Linked DNA regions of Sus scrofa: region 2 is linked to region 1. The links are chromatin contacts, called in public HiChIP or PLAC-seq maps. All regions are on one chromosome and are shown on one strand. Each heading gives the region's core, a stretch centred on a gene start, on an enhancer-like site or on the middle of the called end of the contact. The rest is flanking DNA. Distances are from core to core; before and after follow the strand shown.

Region 1 (5,521 bases), core at 1,484-3,983:
AGCTCAGCTGGGATTAACAAGCAGCTGGCGGTCAGGTCAGTGCACGTGCATCTGGGGATGAGCTCCCAGAAGCCGCTGCCTGACGTCAGGGCTCGCCGAGGACCGCACAGCCCCCGCACCTCGGGACAAAGCCGTGTGTGTGTGTGTGTGTGTGTGTGTGTGTGTGTGTGTGTGTGTGTGTCAGAAATACAGCAGCTGGCGTACCACACTCGAGAATAAGCTCAGGATGCATTTTCTGCTTCCTCCTGGTTTGCTGAAGCACTGGCTCCTCATCCCTGAATGCAGGGGGCTCTCTGCCCACCCCCACCGTGGTTCGCGGGGCAGCTGATCCGCTCGCGAACATGGGAACCTGTGACACGGGCGCCTGTGTTTACAAAGCCTGAGGCAGCCGGACACCTGCTACTCCGTGTGAAATCACGGTCGGGCTACAGCTGTCTCTCTCTCTGTCTCTCAGCAGCCACGCATAGCTCACCTTGATGGGGCTGAAGAAGGCTTTGCAGATGAACGAGAAAACGCACTGATGCTCGTGATAGCGCTGCAGGCGATGCAAATGCAGGCGTGGCAACGAGGTGCTGCTGGTTTTCCACGCTGACTTCTTGGACCCCTCCCCACAGTGCGACGCAGTGGGATTTGGGCGGTGGGTGGAGACGTCCACTTTCGGGGTTTGTGGGTCCTACCTCCCCAGAGCTCCCGCTCCGGCCCTGGGCAAGGTTCGAGCCACCCTCCCCTGCCTGCGGCCTCACCCTCACTAAGCACAGAAACGCTCCGGCAGGTAAGCGTGGAGGTCGCAGAAATCGGGGGGCAGCTGCCCCCCATCCTGCCTGGGCCCTGCAAGCCCTGCTACTGCGGGCCTATCTGAGCGCCGCCTTTTCTCCGTCCACTGCGGACCAAGTGTGCGGCCCACCGCCTGCTCTCGGTAGCTACTCGACTGGAAGGCAGAACCTGGATGTTCCCATTTCATGGATGAGGAGCCTGAGGCCAAGCACACACAAAGACGGGTTGAAATGTGTCCCTCTCGAAAGAGACCCCTGGGAGTCCTGACCTGAGGGCACCGCTGTGCTGGGAGACGGGCCTTGGCAGAGGTGAGCCCAGGGCGGGCCCTCAGCCACGTGACCGCAGTCCTTAGGACGAGGCGGGTGTGGAGACGCAGGTGCACACGGAGCAGAGACATGTGAAGAGGCAGAGAGAAGGTGGCGCCTACGAGCCCAGGACAGAGGCTGGAACACACCTTGACCTTGGACTCCGGCTCCAGGACTGGGAGGCATAGGTCTGTGCTGCCGACCCCGCCCAGCCTGTGCAGCCCCAGCAAACACAGTGCAGAGGGGCAGGGTGGGGCCTCGCGCTGCCTGCCGCCCGCCACCTGCCGGCCATCCTCCCAGCTGCACCCACACGGGCCACCACGGTCTCCAGGGCTCCAAGTCCTGCATACGAAGCCCAGGCATCTGGAAAATACCTCAACACACAAGGAAAACAATCACTCCCACGCACATGGATGCAGCTCTTACGTCTTTATTGGGGCCAGACTTTATACAGGACTTTGTCTATTCGGCCAGAGTGTGCCCCGGGCGACAGGGTGTCCACAGCGCTGGCTGCAGAGGCCCGTGTTGTCCAGAAGTGCAGCCTCTGATCTCACCGTGGTCTTTGGTGGCGACAGATGACAGAGCCGTGAGCCTCTAAAATGCCGAAGTCTCTGTGGGTACCCACTGTCCCTAAGTGCTTGTTCCGTCCCACAGAAGGGGCGACATCCCAGGCCTGTCCCTGCCCCTTGCCAGGAAGGCACCAGAAGTCTTCACTGGTTGCTATGTTGACGTCCCATTTCGTCTGGGTTCCTTTCTTACTGGCTGGCTCGCTGTGGAGCAGCGGGGAGCGACACCGGGGCTGTGCGTCCAGCCGTCTCTCTCCCTCCCACACCCAGGACGGTGACGAGCAAGGGGCCACAGCTAATAAGGTGGGCAAGCGGCTTCCCTCATGGCAAGAATCCGGCCACTTGTTCCGGAAGCCCAACCTAAGGAAAGCCAGAGAGACAGTGGAATCACTCATTTCCGGGCCACCGGCCTGCTTTCAGACCCTGGGTCTCTAACGGACGCTCGGCCCGACACGGAGAAGGTGGCAGCGAGCAAGGGCGCCCAGCCTCCGGGAATAGAAGGTCCGAAAGAGCAGTGGCCCCCCAGGGCCCAGGCGGGGGCGATGGGAGGCTCCCGGCCGCTGCTGGGCAGCCTCTGGGGGCGCCACCGCCAGAGCCCCGGCGGGTTGGGGGGGGGGCCCGCGTCCTGCCTCCTCCTTGAGCCCCTCTCAGCAGCACAGTCCCAGCACCCAGGGTGCAGGCGGCCCAGCAGCTCCACGCCCATCACCCCGGCAGTGGCATCCAGCTGCAGAGCAGAGGTCCTGAGGATCGCTCGCCCCCCAGCGCCCCCCCCTCCTTCCACCCCGCTTGGGTCTTCCTCCCACACCTGCAGCTGACAAGCAAGTCCCCAGGCCAGGCTCTGCTTTCAGAACAGGCCGCTGGCTGGGCCGGCTTCCAGCAGGAGACCCAGACCCCGACCCTAGGGAGCAGGGGGCCCTGGACAAAAGCCGGGGCTGGGCCCGTGACCTCCACTCCCCAGCAGGCCAGCCCTCGGCAGCAGCGGGGGGGACATCCTTCCTGACAACTGCAAGGCCAACGCCCATGGCTTTGACAGCCTCGGAAAGAGCCAGAATCTTGCAGAACAACACGCAAGAGGCCTGCGCTGTTGGCAGTCTGCCAAAGATTACCAAGTGGCTGCCACTGGCAAGGCCAGGCCATGCAGGGCTGGTGCAAGAACAGCATGAGAGACTTTTGGAAGGTGATGAAACACGCCCCCCTGCGCTGGTTGTGTGGCAGTGCTCTGGGGAGGACAAGGCACACACTGCAGTGCTGGGAAAACGTCTGAGCAAACCCAAAGCCGTGACGGAACAGTGGAGAAATGTGACTACACGAAGAGAACCAGCTCGAGTCCAAACACACCAGCACCAAGTTGGTGGGAAAAGATAACTGCAATTCCTCTCACTCCATCCCACTAACGAGTCAAGAGCCTCTAGTAGAAGTCAAGGAACAAAAGACCAACAGTCCAGCAGCAAACAGGGCAAAATGATGGAAAAAAGCCATTTATACTAGAACGACTGAAAAGGACCCTTCGAGCTCTGGAAAGATGCTCAAGCTTTCTTTTTGCCTCACCCGCGTCATACGAAAGTGCCTGAGCCAGGAATCAAACCAGCGTCACGACAGTGACGACTCCATATCCTTAACTGCGAGGCCACTGGAGAACTCCTTCAAGCTTCAAACTCTCTTTTCTTTATTTTTCTTTCTAGGGCCACACCTGCGGCATATGGAGGTTCCCAGGCTAGAGGTCGAATCGGAGCCGCAGCCGCCAGCCCACACCACAGCCATGGCAACACCGGATCCTTAACCCACTGAGCGAGGCCAGGGATCGAACCCGAATTTTCACAGGGACTACATCGGGTTCTTAACCTGCTGAGCCACAAGGGGAACTCCTATGCTCACTCTTACGAGAGAAGAGCACGTCTGGCAGATGGCACAAGCCCACGGGCTGGACCCCCCTGACGTGGGGCAAGGCTACGGGGCACGAAACCACTCCTGGGGGAAGGACCCCGGCACGACTAGCCCCTCTGCAGAAGCTCAGGGGTGCTGCTTCTAAGAAGCCAACTCAGAGGTACACACGATTGATGGCCAGGGCTTTGCAGTGCAGAGTCATTTATGACCATAAAACGATGATCGGTAACAAACCCAGTGTCCATGGGCAGCGGACAGGTTCGATCCAACTCGGCGCAGCCGCCACCAGGCCACCACTCAGCCCACGCCCGCGGCGCTGCCCTGTGCCAGGCGGCTGGCAGGAGGGGTCCCGCCCGTCTGGGCCGGGGAAGCAGCTCCTTCCGAGAGCCCGGCCTTCACTCCTGACTTCGCTGGTGCAGGCAGAGGATGAGCGAGCTCCAGAGACAAGCGGTTCAAGCAGACAGAACAAACAGAAAGAGCAGAGCGTCAGGCCTGGCTGGGCTCCGTGCGCCCAGAAAGAGGTCGACCAGCAGGCGGGGCGGAGGCGTGAGGCCCGCAGCTGGCTCCGGGGCCCAGAGAAGGGGCCACCCTCAGTCTCGGAGCAGGAGAGCGCAGCGTCCTGGGCTGGCCGGCGGCGGGCGGCCTACTCGATACACTCCATGACATGGATCTGCAGGGTGTCCATGTCGGGAGCCTGGTACTGGCACTTGGGGCAACAGAAGTTGGGGGGCTCCTCGGGGGGGCTTCTCCTCTGGCTGGGCAGGGCCGGGTGAAAGGAGTGATGAGCTGCGGAGAAAGAGCGGGCACCGTGGGGGCGGGCTCCGCGGGCGTCCCCACGCGCAAACTGCAGGGGGCAGAGGACAGGGACTCCATGGGACCCTGGGATCCAATGAGCGGGATCAGCAGCCCTGAGGGGGAGGGGTGGCGGGTGCAGCTGCCCCCCGAGCCCCCCCCCGGCCCCCGGGCTCACTCACCTGGGGCGGGGGGCAAGGTGGGCTGGGAGACCTCGACGTGCCGCTTCCTCATGTCTTCGATCCTTGGAGAAGAGAAACCGTCCGATCAGCAGGGACGAGCCAGTCTCCCCCGCGGGGAAGCCGACGGGGCGGGAGGGCGGCGGGGAGGGGGAGGCCCGGCCCCAGCGCCCCCACCTGGCCGATTCCTGGCAGCTGGTCTTCAGCCGGCTGTACTCCCTCTGCAGCTGCTCCAGCTGCTCCTGCAGGAGCTCCTTCCTCTCAGCCAGCTGCTCCCGGGCCTGCCGCTCGGCCTGGAAGTCCGCCTTGTAGATGTCGGCCTGGCAGAGCCAAGACAGGGGCAGCGCCCGCCGGCCGTCGGCCTCTTGCCAGACGCGGCTGCCGGGGCACCGGCAGAACCCGCTCCTGCCCCCCCAGAGCCCGTGGCGCGAAGCCGGTCACCCCGAGGGCCCGGAGGGGTCCAGGAACACCGCGAGGGCCTCGAAGTCACAGCGCGCCCAGGCCAGGCCCCCAGGCAGGCCCCCCAGGCCAGGCTCACCTGGGCTTTGAGCACCGGAACCGTCTCCATCACAATCTTGTGCTGCTCGGCCTCCTCCTTCAGCTTGTCGATCACTTCCTGTTTGGCCACCAGGGCCTCCTCGGCCTGCTGCAGCTGCTGCTTGAGGTCTTCCAGCTGCAATCCCTAGAGACGGGCGAGGGGCTAGCAGCCCGAGCTGGCCCAGGCCGGCTGCCACGCCAGGCAAGAACCAAGAGGAACCAAGACCGGCCCGGCTGCCAGGCCGCGCCCGGGGCATCGCTGTGCGCGCAGCCCCGGAAAGCGGAGGCGAGGCCGGAGCGCTGCCTCGCCCTTCCCGGCGGACAGCCCTCCTCCGGCCCTTCGAGGGGCGAGGGGCGAGGGGCGAGGGGCACGGGCCACCGTCTGTCCTGAGCGGGTCCCATGCACTAATGCGCCACCACATGCCAGCTCAGCTGAGGCCCATGGGTCCTTCCACTCTGCCACCTGGTCAGAGGTCTGCTGTCC
Region 2 (5,521 bases), core at 798-3,297, 110 kb before region 1:
CGCAGTCCCCTCTCATCACTCAAGGGCCCAGGGCCAGCTGGTGCCAGAGTAGTGCCTGGCCTGCATTTGCAGACCTGGTCTGTAGGCTGCAGGACTGTAGTTTTATTTCTGGTGTGTGGTGGCTGGAGCTGGGTCTTGGCCGCCTGGTGGGCAGGGCAGTGTCTCGGGGCAGATCTAGGGGTGGCTCTGGGCTCAGGAGATCTTTAGGCAGCCTGTCTGCTGATGCGTGGGGCTGCGTTCCTGCCCAGGCTGTTGTTTGGCTGTTGGGTGGGCCAGGTCTTGGTGCTAATGACCCATGCAAGACGCCAGCCTCCAGGTGCACTGTAGACCTAAATGTGAAAGGGAAAACTATAAAGCTTCTGGTAAATAACCAAAAAAGGAAAAAAGAAACAGTATTCTCGGTAGGAAGTGTGGGCAAAGTTACTTGATCTAAAATTACTGGAAGTGGAACCACATCTGTTCCATTTTTTTGTAATTTGTTGAAGCACTTCAGTAGGCAAGGTACCATGAAAACCATGTCACCACATCCAAAATAACCTTCAAATGGTAGAGAGAATATTTCTAAAATCCAAAACGCAACTGCCAAGAAAGGAAAGGGGGTCTCACCTGCCAAAAATATTGAGAAATTACAAATCCCGAGAATCAGTAGGAATCACAAACAATAAAATCAAACATAGAAGTAAGCCATTATTGGAAATATGGATTTTAAATATAAACTCATTATGTCTTATATATTTAAAAAACAAGATGAGGAGTTGAAAATTGCACTGAGTAACAAGATACTATTTAGACATTAGAAAGGGCCATTTAGAACTTCCGACATAAAAATAGGGATGAAAGTAGAAACTCAGCAGGTGCATTAAACATACTAAAGCCAAAGAGTGAAGAAGTTATTGACAAGTCAGGACCAGGAGATAAACACATAAAGCCTCGATGTCCGAGGCAGAATGGAGACGGCGGGTATGTGGTCTTCGTAGCGTATTTTCTTCAGTTTGACTGATGATCAGAATTTTTTGTAATAACAAGTTGAAGAAATACACCCCACAGAAGGAAAATGAACAAAGGTGAGAACAGAAGTTAACCAAATAAACAAAATTAGGAGTTCCCATTGTGGCTCAGCAGGTTACAAACCCGACTAGTATCCATGAGGACACAGGTTTGACCCCTGGCCTCGCTCCGTGGGTGAAGGATCCGGCGCTGCCGTGAGCTGGGGTATAGGTCGCACAGGTGGCTCGTACCCTGCGTTGCTTTGGCTGTGGTGGAGGCCGGCGGCTACAGGTCTGATTGGACCCCTAGCCTGGGAACTTCCGTGTGCGGCAGGTGCGGTACTAAAAAGAAAAATAGAAACTAAAGATGAACACCGACCTAATCTACTCTTTGAAAAGACTAAAATTGAACATCACCCATCAAGAAAAAGCAGTGGCTACAAATAAACAATGTCACAAACATAGAAGAGGTAATATTTGCACACATATCCGAGATAAATGCCGCAAGCGGATATTATGAACAAGGTCATGCTAGTGAATTTGAAAACCTGAGTGAAAACAGGCAGATGCTCAGAAAAAATTATCCAAAACTGAACCAAGTAGAAATAGAAAACCAGAATGACTATATCATTAGAGAAACTGAATACGTAGGGAAATTTTTACAGCAAAGGATCACGAGGCCCTAAAAACTTTACAGACTTGCTACCAAAAGGAAGAGATTATTTTGCAACCTTACATGAATACTTGCAGGGAATGGAAAAAAGAGGAACTATTACCCAGCTTCTTGTATAAAGCAAAAATAACCTGATACCAAAACAGATAGCGTTCATATGAGGAGAAAACCATATCCCCATCTTATTCGTGCAGGTTAAGAAATCCTAAACAGAAGAAGTGCAACCGAATCGTGCACAGGCACGTTCATTAGCCCCCGAGGGAAAGCGGCGGAAACGCTCGCCGGCTGATGAGGGCGCAGAAAGGAAACGAGAGATCCAGGGGGCGGCGGGGACGGACCCGGAACACAGTGCTGAGGGACAGAAGCCGGTCGCAACCGCCCTCTCCCCGCTTCCCCGCTTCCCCTTCCGGGGCCGACTGCAAGCCTAGACTGGGCAGCCGTGGCCGCGGGGACCCGCCACCCCGTCCGAGGGCTGGGTTGACTGGCTAGAGCGGCGCCGGGCCTCAGGGAAACACAGCTCACGGGCTCCTGGGCTTCTCATAAGAGGATGTAACTGAAAGGCCACATGCATCTTTCTTCTAAATCGCAAGGTCCCCACCCCCTACCGAATGTTTACTTTTTTTTTTCTTTTCTTTTTACGGCCACACCCGCAGCATACGGAGGTTCCCAGGCTAGGGGTCGAATCAGAGCTACAGCTGCCGGCCTACGCGGGATCCAAGCTGTGTCTGCGACCTACACCACAGCTCACCGAATCGCCAGATCTTTCACCCACCGAGCGAGGCCAGGGATCAAACCTGCATCCTCATGGATGCTAGTCAGGTTTGCTAACCGCTGAGCCATGATGGGAACTCCCATCGAAAGTTTACATTTTGTTGTTGTTGTTGTCTTAGGGCCGCACCCACAGCATCTGGAGGTTCCCAGGCTAGGGGTCGAATCGGAGCTGCAGCCACCGGCCTACACCACAGCCACAGTAATGCCAGACCTGGGCCGTGTCTGCGACCTACACCACGGCTCACGGCAATGCCAGATCCTTCACCCACGGAGCGAGGCCAGGGATCGAACCTGCATCCTCATGGATGCTGGCGAGATTCATTTCTGCTAAGCTGAGATAGGAACTCCTGGAATGTTTACATTTGTATGAAATGTCTAGAATAACACATCTCTACAGACAGGAATTAGACTACTGGTGGTTGCCTAGAGCTTGGGGAATTGTAAGGTGTGGGTTTATCTCAACAAGGCTGTTTACAAAAGGAATTCCAAAGATGTTAGCAAACCAAGGTCAGTATTTTATAAAGCTGAAAATATGTATGCACAAACAAGTTGGATTTATTCCAGGTATGCAAAGTGGGTTTACCATTTGAGAATCTGTTCCTGAACCTCTCAGTAAATAAGGCAGATCGACCACAGGCTTCTGTTTTCCCTGCAGCCCAAAACATCCTCTAAAATCGTAGTAAAAGGATTTGTTAAAGGCATAAAGCCACCAAAACGTGAGGAATCGAAGAAGACAACAGCAGTGACGTGTTGGAAACTGGAAAGCAGAGGCATTTGTAATAAATGACTTATCAGGCCCAGGAAAGTTAAACAAATGTTGATCTTAGTAGCATAAGAAGAATTCCTTAAGCAAAATATAAGAACAAGCTACTTGGGAAAATACTGATACATGACGTTAAAAGTGAGAATTATTCATTTAGAAAAATACCATAGTAGTTCCTGCAGTGGCACAGCAGGTTAAGGATGTGGTATTGTCTCTGCGGCAACTTGGGTCACTGATGAGGCACAGGTTTGATCCCCAGCCCAGAACAATGGATGAAGGATCTGGCATCAGGTTCAATTCCTGGTCTAGAAACTGCCATATGCCATGGCTGCGGCCAAAAAGGGGGAAAAAAAAAACATAAAAAGAAAGAGCAATACAGACTCTGCTGGGTTATTAGCCTGGGTGTACAAGGAGCACTTCAGTATTAAAATGAGCAAAATGCAAACAAACCTGAACAGATAGTTTACAGAAGAGAAAACAGAAATGATGCTTAGATATCTGGAAGGATGGCCAATTAATTAAATTACCAAGGGCATGGCCAATCAAACAGCAGTAAGATGGCGCTTCCCCGTGTCAGGCCCGCGACAGTGAAATTGAAGGTGCACGTCCCAGGGATGCAGTAGAGATTCCCTCCTGGTGCATGACTGCCTGCAGCAGCACTGCTTCTAATAGCCTCCAAATTGAAGCAACTCAAATATTCACTGTCGGTGGCACAGTTAAATGATGCAATGGTCACATCTATTTTTATGGAGAATGAATGAAATCAGGTTGGTGCGTGGACACGAATGAATGTGAAGTATGTAATATGGAGCAAAAATCAAGGCCACCAGGGAGTTCCCATTGTGGCTCAGCAGTTAACGAATCCGACTAGGATCCATGAGGTTGCGGGTTCGGTCCCTGCCCTTGCTCAGTGGGTTAAGGATCCGGCGTTGCCATGAGCTGTGGGATAGGTCGCAGACGCAGCTCAGATCCCGAGTTACTGTGGCTGTGGTGTAGGCCAGCAGCTGTTGCTCTGATTCGATCCCTAGCCCAGGAACCTTCATATGCTGAGGGTGCAGCCCCCCCAAAAAACTGAGGTCACCAAAAAATGCATACAATGTGGTTCTATTGGTAAAAGTTCCAATCAGGCCATACTAAACTATTGGTCACCTAAGGCTGCTCACACACTCATAAAACTATTTAAAAAGACTCGTGATAAAGGCACGGTTCAGCTGGCTGCTCAGCCGCTTGAGGGGGAGAGGCAGGCATGCCTCGTAAGGTTCCACTTCTGACGCTGGACGGTGCAGCCATGGGTGGCTGTTGCCCATGTGTTATTGCTGTTTTATTGTATAAAGTATCTTTAAATGCAATTGGAATGCCTGTACTAGAGCTTTCATAAGTGATTGATTGTTTCAGGATTTAATTTCCAAGGTTCCAAGGGCCTATCAGATCCCTGAAACACATTCTTCTTGGGGGAGACGTCGGCCAATTTCCATGGTCAATAAAATACAGCATCGCGTGAAGGCCAGATTGGCTCGCTTGTCTTTCTGAGCCCTTCAGACACACAGGCTGATCGGCTCAGGACTCGCCAGCTCGCTGTTCCCATCTGACAGCAGCTGCTCAAACGGGCATTCGACTCACCGCCAGGCTGCGCCGGGTGGCCCGGCCCAAAGCTAAGCCGCTCCCTGTGCTGTTGCTTTTCCAGGGGGAGAACAGAGCAGCCAGCTCCCCGGGCAGTGGCGTTCTGACGTGGGCAAAGAACTTCAGCCTGGATTATTTAGCCCTGGACTTCAACTCCGCGTCGCCGGCCCCGGCACAGCAGGTACCTTTCGTGTCTGAGAATTCCCGGGAGACGCTGTTTCCGTTTAGGTTTGGTTTTAATGCTTCAACCCTGCGTGCTCTTTTTGAAAGGTCTTAAGCATACAGAGTGTACACTGAAGAATCTTAAAATCAGCCCTAATTCTGCCTCCCGGAAACCCTGCTGAGTTAATCCGTGTAAGGGACTCTAGGAATTGGTCGCTCACTGCACAGTGTGAGCCGTGGAATGCATGCGTGGTCATGAGTGGATGGCCCGCGAGGACCACAGACGAAACAGAGCCTCACGGGAGTTCTCTTGCGGTGCATGCAGGTCATTAAGGATCCAGCACCGTCACTTCAGCAGCTTGGGTCGCTGTTGTGGCGCAGGTTCGCTCCCTGGTCCGGGAACTTCCGCCTGCCATGGGTACGGCAAAAAGAAACAAATTAACCTGTGCCCAACAGTGTATTGTTTGATGAGAAAACAACCTGCTGAACAGGATATACAGTGTGATTCCATTTGGGGTGTGGAGAGAAAGAAAGTCTGGAAGACTT

Evidence for each region. HiChIP or PLAC-seq counts read pairs in DNA pulled down with a chosen protein or histone mark.
Region 2: an H3K27ac HiChIP or PLAC-seq map of alveolar macrophages shows a contact between it and region 1. The contact joins two enhancer-like sites. A contact is called at or near these places in 1 of 5 promoter capture datasets (fetal skeletal muscle) and 1 of 2 datasets of contacts at active chromatin or transcription factors (alveolar macrophages).

What each region holds. Positions count from the first base shown.
Region 1 is chrX:125,052,418-125,057,938 of Sscrofa11.1, reverse strand. It overlaps IKBKG (inhibitor of nuclear factor kappa B kinase subunit gamma), which reads right to left. Exons shown (of 9, transcript NM_001113053.1): 6 at 5,039-5,182; 7 at 4,678-4,820; 8 at 4,504-4,565; 9 at 4,173-4,315. The coding sequence ends at 4,173. Among named protein-coding and RNA genes, the nearest start is that of IKBKG, 10 kb to the right of the region's middle. Within about 2 kb of position 2,733, at least 14 of the 83 cell types and tissues checked have an H3K27ac peak or open chromatin away from gene starts, as enhancers often do. A contact at or near this core is called in alveolar macrophages, where this site is marked.
Region 2 is chrX:125,161,642-125,167,162 of Sscrofa11.1, reverse strand. GAB3 (GRB2-associated-binding protein 3) reads left to right here. Exons shown (of 11, transcript XR_002340617.1): 9 at 4,878-4,994. Among named protein-coding and RNA genes, the nearest start is that of GAB3, 45 kb to the left of the region's middle. Within about 2 kb of position 2,047, at least 12 of the 83 cell types and tissues checked have an H3K27ac peak or open chromatin away from gene starts, as enhancers often do. A contact at or near this core is called in alveolar macrophages, where this site is marked.